Regions from separate parts of the Sus scrofa genome. Here all the other regions are linked to region 2. A link is a contact called in public Hi-C data. All regions are on one chromosome and are shown on one strand. The core of a region is the stretch at or near the end of the contact, and the rest is flanking DNA. Distances in the headings are between cores, read along the strand shown.

Region 1 (2,874 bases), core at 32-2,531, 140 kb before region 2:
CTGCTGTAACAAACAGCCCCCAACTCTCGGTGGCTTACTAGATCTTTTTTTTTTTTTTTTTTTTTTGTCTTTTTATGGCCACACCACTGCATATCGATGTGTCCAGGCTAGGGGTTGAGTTGGAGTTGGAGCTGTAGCCCCTGGCCAATGCCATAGCCACAGCAACACCAGATCTGAGCCACGTCTAGAACCTACACCATAGCTCATGGCAATGCCATATCCTTAACCTACTAAGTGAGGCCAGGGATTGAACCCGTGTCCTCAAGGAAACTAGTCAGATTCCTTTCTGCTGAGCCATGATGGGCACTCCCTTATTAGGTCTTCATGGTGGCTGCATGGGTCTAGTTCTCCTTCACCTCACTATCCAGTACAAGTTGGGGGGAGGACTCTGCTCCACACAGTGATTCAGGGACCCAGCCTCCATCTCCAAGGACTTCAGAGACCACTGATCCCTCCATATCCAGCAAGTAAACAGCAGAAGACTGTATCTGAGAGGGAGACTCATCCTTTCCAGCCATATCCCATAGCCAGGTCACCGCCACGAGGCGGGAATGAAATCTCCATAGACCTGGGGGAAGTGAAGTGGGCTTGGGGGACACACAGTATTGTGTCGGCCACACTCATGGCCCGAGGTGATAAAATGGTTTATAATTTAGTGGAGAGATGAGGAAGAGGAACTGGGAATGAAATATTCCTATAAGTCATGCTGTAATACCTGCCAGATCCAGAGATGCTCTGGATTTGTTAAAGTTGTTTGGATCACCCTCCTCCAGGTAAGATTTATGACCACTGATAAAATACTTGGGTGATGGGGAGAGGGGCAGGGGCGAGGGCTAGCACCCTCTGTGATGATGAGAAAGGCAGGGAGTTCCCTTGTGGTGCAGTGGGTTAAGGACCCAGCCTTGTCACTGCAGCAGCTCGGGTCACTGCTGTGGTGCCAGTTTGATGATCCCTGGCCCAGGAACTTCTGCATGCCAAGGAAGAAGCCAAAAAGAAAAGAAAAAAGAAAAGGCGACATCTGAATAGAGAGCTGGAGGGTGGTCAGAGAGAGAGGGAAGCAGGAATGCTTGTGAATAGTCAGGAAACCCTGAGAAGATCCGTTTAGCCGGGTCAGAAATTCTGTGCAAGGGATTGGTCATGGTTGTGGTTGGAATGTGGGCTTGGAGCTTGGATCGGGAATGACTTTGAACTTGAAGAATTTTGGCCGCGCTTCAGCAGGCCCTGTGGTTGTGGCTTGGGGCGCGGTGGGTGGGGTGGGGGAGGGGTGCTCCGCCGTCCCCGATGAATCAGCAGGGTCAGTTAAAATTAGTCACCATAGCCCAGCCCAGAGAAGCCAAGGCAAACAGTTGTGCCGGCTCGTGGGGCAGCCAGGGTTTGCTTCTCTGGGGAGTCTTAGGGTTGGGGGAGCTCCGAGTTAGAGCAGGTGCTCCGTCCTGTCCCAGAACCACTTGGGCTGTTGGGGCGGCACCTCTGGGTCTCTGACTTTGGTAGTAGGAGCCGGTGGGCGCAGTTTGGTCCCACTCCCGGGTCGGCCTCTCTCGGACCACCTTGGCCTGGAGTGGTTTTCCCTTCATCGTGCCAGTCTCTCCTTCACAGAGGCCTGCCTCACCAACAAGACCAGCTTCTAGACTCGCTTGGTCGGCCTATGTAGCAAGATTCACAGTTGTAGCTGTAAACTGCATAATGGTCGGAAAAAAATGTTTTTTGTCTTTTAGGGCCGCACCCTCGGCATATGGAGGTTCCCAGGCTGGGGGTCGAATCAGCGGTGTGGCCGCCCGCCTACATCACAGCCACAGCAATGCTAGAGCCGAGGCGCGTCTGTGACCTACACCACAGCTCATGGCAACGCTGGATCCTTAACCCACTGAGCGACGCCAGGGATCAAACCTGCATCCTCATGGATGTTAGCCAAATTCATTTCTGCTGCACCATGATGGGAACTCCCTGTAAAATTATTAAATAATATATTTTTCAGCTGGTCCTATCCAGGGGCACATCTCCTGTCTCCTCTCTCCTCCCTTGTACCTGGGTACCATCCTGGAGAGGAGAAAGCACAGCGGTAAGGGCAAAGTGTGTGTGTGTGTGTGTGTGTGTGTGTGTAACCAGAGGTACAAGCACGAGAAAATATTGCGATCCCATTAATTGGCTCATCTAAGTTGCCCCCCCACACAGAGCAGGGGGCTTACAAGCAAGAGGTAATATAGCACAGGCGTCAAGGAAATAGATTCTGTTCCCATTGTGGCTCAGCGGGTTAAGCATCCGACTGGTATCCACCTGGCCTCGCTCAGTGGGTTAAGGATCCAGCATTGCTGAAAGCTGTGGCGTCGGTCATGGATGCAGCTTGGATCTGGCCGTGCTGTGGCTGTGGCATAGGCTGGCAGCTGTTCTGATATGACTGCTAGCCCAGGAACTTCCATATGCCACAGGTGTGGCCCTAAAAAAGAGGGGGCGGAGATAGATGCTGGAGTCAGACTACTGAGTTTGAACTCTGGTCTCATTGCTTGCTTGCTGGGTGACTTCAGGCAAGTTACTTAACCTCTCTGTGGCTCAGTTTCTTCATCCGCTACATGGTACTCGTAACAGTACCTACCTCCTCGGGTGACATTTAAACTAGGTAAAATACCTAAAGCTATGCCTGGTACAAGATTGAGTAAACACTTCATGCACATGCGGGCTATTGGTCTCAGTAATAAATAAGCCACCTTTTTTCAAATATCTGAGTTGAAATGTTTAGAGTTTTTACTATGTTAGGTAATCGGTGAATAAGGTCCCTCTCCCTGATGGCCTGGGAGGCTCATGAGAACATGTCTTGTCTGTGCACTGTCTGGTCCAAAGCCAAGTTCATGCTGATAATAGCAGCTATACCAACCCCAC
Region 2 (3,184 bases), core at 31-2,530:
CCTTAAAAGGAAAACCACTGTCCAGTGATGAAATTTCCCTACAGAGCATAAAAGCCTGGAGTGAAACTGATCCTAAGTCTGAGCTTAAATGACATGAATGTGCCACAATGCAAATAATCCTCATTGATAAATCAGTCTCTCAACCCACATATAAAGAAAAAAGCATAAAGGGACATACAGAAGGTTGCCAAGAAGAAAAAGAGCACTGCCGGGGGAAATCAGGGAAGAATATTCACCTTTCCATCTGTCAGGAATGACTTGCTAAAATGCAGCTATTGCCTGGCATAGCCAAAGACAGGCAGAGACAGACAGAGAGAGAGCGCGCTTTCATTTCCTACTCCCTCTCCTTCAGATGTCTTTTAATGCCCGTGGACTGTCATTTATACATTCAGACTTGTTCTTCTGCCAGGGAGGGCTCTGCTGCACCTGGATGCTACGGCTCTCACTGAAAACATCCTCTGCCAGTAACAAAGACACGAAAATGAAACATTTTTCCAGCCTTCATTTTTAATAAGCCATTTAAAGCAAAGGGAGCAGAACTACAATTCCACAGCCAATCCCGAGAACCCGAAGTGAATCCGGAATGAGATTTCCCTCTAACGCAAATTCTTCTGCAATTCTTAAAAGGAAGTGAGCTCCCTTGCCCTCTTTTTGGCAGTCTACAAGAATCTCTCCCTACCTCTGTGGTCCCTCCCTCCCTCCCTCTCCTCAGAACCAAGACAAAGAGGTAGACCAATCCCCACAGGGTCTTAACTGAGCTCCAGCTGCACAGCACAGGAAACAGGAATCTGCTACGGAGCTGGGGAGGGGGGGAGAAAAAAGGATACGGACACAACACACACACACACACGACTCACGACAGGCACAGACGAACACTTTTCAGCTGCTAGCAATAATTCTGTCCCTTTCTAAAAGGTTAATAAATTAAAACTCTGGTGACTATGCCCCACCCCCATATCTTTATTTAGATCTCAGAAACAAGAAAAGAAACACAGGAGGAAACACAAATCTTACCTGAGTTACCATTTTCTTCTTCTCCATAAACCGAATGGCACAGAAGATGAACACTTCAGAGCAGTCGTGCTGGGGCACACCTTCCACGGCTCTCCTTCCTCCCCCCTCCCCCCCCAGCCTAGCTCTTTAAGGGTGGGCGGTTGCTCTCCCTCTATCCCGTTTTCCTTCCTTTTTCTTTCTAGTGTTTCTTCCTTTCTTTTCTCTTCCTCTCTGGCAGTCTCTCCCCCTCCTCCTTTCTCCAGCTCCCTCCCATATCTCAGGCAGATGGCTGAAGGAAGCCCCACCCCTGAATGCCGAAGGTAATTAATCAGAGTAGAGCCCCACCTCTTCCTCCTCCCCCCGCCCCCTCCCCGCAGGCTGACATCTCCCAACTCCAGAAACAGGCCTGCTGGAGAATGGCAGTTTGGTGTGTGCTTTGCGCGTGCGTGCGTGGTGTGTGTGTGTGTGTGTGTGTGTGTGTGTGAGTGAGAGAGAGAGAGAGAGAGAGAGGGAGGAGAGAGGGAGGAGGAGGGAAGGAGGGGGAGAGAGGGAAGGGCAGGCGCCATGTGCAGGCATATTTTAAGGAGTGAGTATCTGCGATGGTGGCATTAATTATATACACAGGAAGTATTCACGGCAGCTTACCACAGTTAATACAGATTTAAAATATTCCATCTAAGAATATCTGATAATAAATAAATGAAAGAGAAATTATTTTTAAAAAAACATTTCCACTGATGTACAGTCTACAGATGCAGTGGATTTAATAAAAGATGAGAAAAGCTGCTCCGTGACTGGAAGGTTTTCAAGGAATGGAAATATGCAAGAACCTGCTTGTCCTAAACCAGTCTAATGGCTGCAAAGGACTGAAAAAGAAGGGAGGTAATTTAAGAGCTTATTTTTTCTACTGTAAAAAAAAATCAGGGGGATCTGAAAAAGGTGATTGCTTAAGAAACTTAAGGTGGATACAAATTGGACTGCTCAAGGCTTCCAGCTTTATTAAAAACTGTAGTTAACTCAGAATGTGCCCTTTGTGTTCCCCAGCCTTCTGCATCTCAGCTGCTACTGAAAAACATAAACCCTTTCTTACAGACACTGACATATATACCATGACATTTGTGCCATTACTGTAACTACTGACCGTTACTCTAGAGTGCTTATTAGATGCAGAAGGTTTGGGAGAATGTTCACTGAATATAAGAGTTTCTTCTAAGTTCTCTTAGTAAAAAGTCGTAATGAAAAAAAGCATCAAAGGTATGATTCAGTCCAAAAGTCCTGGTCAAAGTCCTAATTCTCCCCTTTATAAGTGATCTTGGAAAAGTCTTTAACCTCTGAATATAAGCATCATAATCTCCCTATTTTCTGTTATTAAATATTCAAACAAAGTAACCTATGGGAATGTTTGATGAGTTTATGATGTTCTTCTCAAACATAAAGATGCTCTCATTTTTTTTTAGTATTCTAAGAAATAAAATCCTGAAGGTTTTATTACATTTCTTAGTTATGCTATATTTATTATGTTATAATCCCTAGTAGAGTACCCAAAGAGCAAAGAAATTAATTCTAGATTAAGATGCCTATTTAAAAAGTAAACACATAAAAAAATCAAAATTAAAAATCACAAATCACACTGAGAAGACATCATTTTTTTGCTGTCTCAATGAGGACTGTTTGGCTTTTAGTGTGTGGTATAATAATGTTGGTTGGCCCAGTGCCAATATAACATCATCATGCTCCCATTCGAATTAATAGTCATTTTAATAATTTTGAAAAGAATACAGCAACTACCAAATGATCTGGAGAACCTGGAGAACCTGGGTACTGTGAACCTATAATATGTCAGGCACTATTCTGGGCATTTTACAGCTATCTGTGTACTTTTAGTATAATCCATAATGTGTAAAGAAATATGTACAAAAGGATGGGATCTTTAACCACCAGAAAAAAAAAACATTAAAAGAAATAAATCAGAACTAGGTTTATTCTTAATTAAAGTTTTTAGAAATCATCTGGAAGACAGTACATATTACATTCTCTGCATGTGCAACTGACAAGTCCATTTGGATATAAAATGCAGTCAAAAATTTTAAAGACAAAAAAAGAGGTATGCAAATTTCGCTGGAAATCAGGGAAACGCAGTGTATTTTTGGGAAAGTCTAAATCATATTTATGGGATAATTATTTACATTTT
Region 3 (2,854 bases), core at 320-2,819, 200 kb after region 2:
TTTATGGCAAGACCTGAGGCACTACAGTGACAATACTGGATCCTTAACCCACTGAGCCACAAGGGAATTCCACTTTTAATATCTAATACAGTAACCATTCAGGTCCAAGATGTGGCTCAGATCCCGCATTGCTGTGGCTCTGGTGTAGGCTGGCGGCTACAGCTCCAATTGGACCCCTAGCCTGGGAACATCCATATGCCGTGGGTGCGGCCCTAAAAAAGACAAAAAGACAAAAAGACAAAAAAAAAAAAAAAGATTGCAAAGAGAATCTAAGGACGAAACATTTGATTAATGCAAGCAAAGAGCAGTCAGCAGCAAATTGGAACAAGAGAAGAGATTTTGTTCTCAAAAGATCCTTCTAGAAGCAATGTGGAAGCCAGGTGAAAGTGGAACCAGGTTGCAGGCAGGTACTCCAGCCAGGGAATGAAACGTGATGAGGAGAGAATAATGAGTGTAGCAACCGGGATGGGAGAGGAAAGGATTTGGAGAAGGAATATTCCAGAAGTAGAAATGTCAGGATGTGCTGATTATCCACCCCTGCCCTACCATTATTCCTACCTCAGCAAGCATCACTTTCATCTGTATTCTTTTTAGTCTTGGCTGATGGTCAAGTGGGCATCAAGCTTAATGTGCCCCAAAATAGACCCGATTTCCGCTACCCCAGACCTGCTTATTTTACAGTTGGGAAAACCAAGGCTCACAGAACTTAAGAACTAACCAGGGTCCTGTGTATAAACAGAAACAAGATCGGTGCCCTGGTCTCAGGTTTGCTTGTTTCTAAAACTTAGGCTCCTTCCCTGACCCCAGCCTCCCTGTCTTCATGCATGGTGGGGGCCTTTGGGGCCCGAGGTGCATGCAGTTTCTGATGAACTCACTGAAAGGCCCATAGGGTCAGGGGACCAGGGGCTGTCTGTTGACCTTCCAGGCAGAGCTGGAATCTGAGGACACCAGTTTGGTCCAAAAGCCCTGGCTGGGGAGTTGGTAAAGGGGAAAATATTTTTAACAAAATCCTAAGAGGTGTTGGTTTTTTTATCCCGATCTTCTGCTATCCCTCCAGTCTGCCCTGGCCAGTGTCAGTCACTGCGGCTCAAATTAAGCCTCATTAACGGAGAGGCAAGGCCTGGTGATCCCCGGGTGATTTAACCACAGAGTCCTTGAAAACATCAGACCCTGGGGACTCACAAGGGCTGCCTTCCAGTCAGACATCACAGAGTGGTCTGCAGAGGCCAAAAGAAGCTACATCAGGAAAAAGGGAGAGAGGCACGATCAATCTAAAGACCTTTTTATTCTGGGACTAAAGTGAGGCGGGCAGAGGTCGAACAAGCCTGGCTCCAAAGAACTCCCAGCCGGGCTAGGAAACGAGACGGTCACGTGACCGGCGTCCCCTCGGCTGTCCATGCAAATGAAACCGCGACCGCAGTATTACCCCGAATCGCAAGCTCTGGAGGTCCCTACCCATTTCATTACTGGGAGCGCCGCGTTTTCCTTGCATTTTCCAAGAACGCGCAGGGGTGCGGACACATGCTGGAGTCGCGGCCCGCGCGCTGCCTGCGGGCGGAGCGCCCCCTAGAGGCCGTCGGCTGCCGGCTCCCTCCCGCTGCGTAAAGAGGTGCTGGGGCTCCGCTCTGCTTAGGAGGCGCGGGAGCCCCGGAAAGCCCGTCCAAACGGTACCTTTTGAATGAGAGGGAGAGGAAACGGCTTCCCTTTGTGTTACCCTCTGAACCATAGTAAAGCGGCCAGGGATCCGAAAGGTTGTTTCCTATCCGTTTCCCCTATTTCTTCCGAGGTGGGATGGGGCGCGGCGCGGGCGGGGGGGGGGGGGGGATGCTGCCAGGAAGGGTTTGAGGGTGAGCGGCCCATGTGCTTCACTGTCTCCTTCTCCAGGCGCTCAGGGCAGGGAAATCTACAGCTCCCTCTGAAAGCTGGAGATCTGAGACCCCAGAGTTCCAGCATCCAGCACGGGGAGGGAGCAGGAGGAGAGACTATTTACTGACCGTTCCCTGTGGGCCACTGTTATAAGCACTTTTCACATATGCCTGCGCCTTTGATCCGCACAGCAACGGTATGAGGCAGATACTGCTATCAGCCCCATTTCACAGTCAGGCTTGGGGAGGTTAAGTGATTGCCCGATGTCCCACAGCTACTGAGGGCAGAGCAGGGTTCAAGTCCAGGCGAGGTGGCCCTGCAGGCCCGCTCTTCCTCACCGGGAGCTGGTTGTGAGGAGGCCCTCTGGCCTGAGGCCCCCACCCCCCGGAGGCTGGCCGGGAGGAACACAGGTTGAAATGATGACCGTTGTGGTCCGATTTATGTCTCAGGGGAGGCTATGGGCTCAGTTGATCAAACACTAGGTGTTGGTGTGAAGTATTTCATAGATAATGATTAATCTACAATCAGTTTACTTTTCGTCTTTTCCTTTGAAGGGCCATATCTGTGGCATATGGAAGCTCCCAGGCTAGGGTTGGAATCAGCGCTGCATCTGAGGCCTAGGCCACAGCCACAGCAACTGCCACATCCACTCGTGTTTGTGACCTGTGCCACAGCTTGCAGCAACACAGGATCCTTAACCCACTGAGGGAGGCCAGGGACGGAACCCGAATCCTCATGGGTACTAGTCAGGTTCTTAACCCGCTGAGCCACAATGGGAACTCCTGGGAAGGCTTTGAGAGCAGAACTGAAGCTTCGTTGAAGAAGAAATTCCACCCATGGACCGCAGTTGCAGCTCATGTTTGAGAGTCCCTGCCTTCCTGACAACCTGCCCTAGAGATTCTGGGCATGCCTACCAGCTCCCACAACTGCATAAATCAATTCCTTGCAATACATCTCTCAATATCCTACTGGTCATGTTTCCCCTGTT

The links. Hi-C and Micro-C count contacts between places; a contact is called where the count stands out from the background.
Region 1: a contact with region 2 is called in a Hi-C map of skeletal muscle, with 2.2 times the contacts expected there. A contact is called at or near these places in 11 of 47 Hi-C or Micro-C datasets (embryonic fibroblasts, epiblast stem cells, heart right ventricle and 4 more) and 1 of 2 datasets of targeted methods (skeletal muscle).
Region 3: a Hi-C map of skeletal muscle shows a contact between it and region 2, with 4 times the contacts expected there. A contact is called at or near these places in 6 of 47 Hi-C or Micro-C datasets (embryonic fibroblasts, fetal heart ventricle, mesenchymal stem cells and 2 more) and 1 of 2 datasets of targeted methods (skeletal muscle).

What each region holds. Positions count from the first base shown.
Region 1 is chr5:11,947,763-11,950,636 of Sscrofa11.1, reverse strand. No RefSeq gene overlaps it. Among named protein-coding and RNA genes, the nearest start is that of SYN3, 69 kb to the left of the region's middle.
Region 2 is chr5:11,807,246-11,810,429 of Sscrofa11.1, reverse strand. It overlaps RBFOX2 (RNA binding protein, fox-1 homolog (C. elegans) 2), which reads right to left and starts at 1,280. Exons shown (of 13, transcript NM_001244837.1): 1 at 1,015-1,280. The coding sequence starts at 1,041.
Region 3 is chr5:11,603,431-11,606,284 of Sscrofa11.1, reverse strand. No RefSeq gene overlaps it. Among named protein-coding and RNA genes, the nearest start is that of RBFOX2, 200 kb to the left of the region's middle.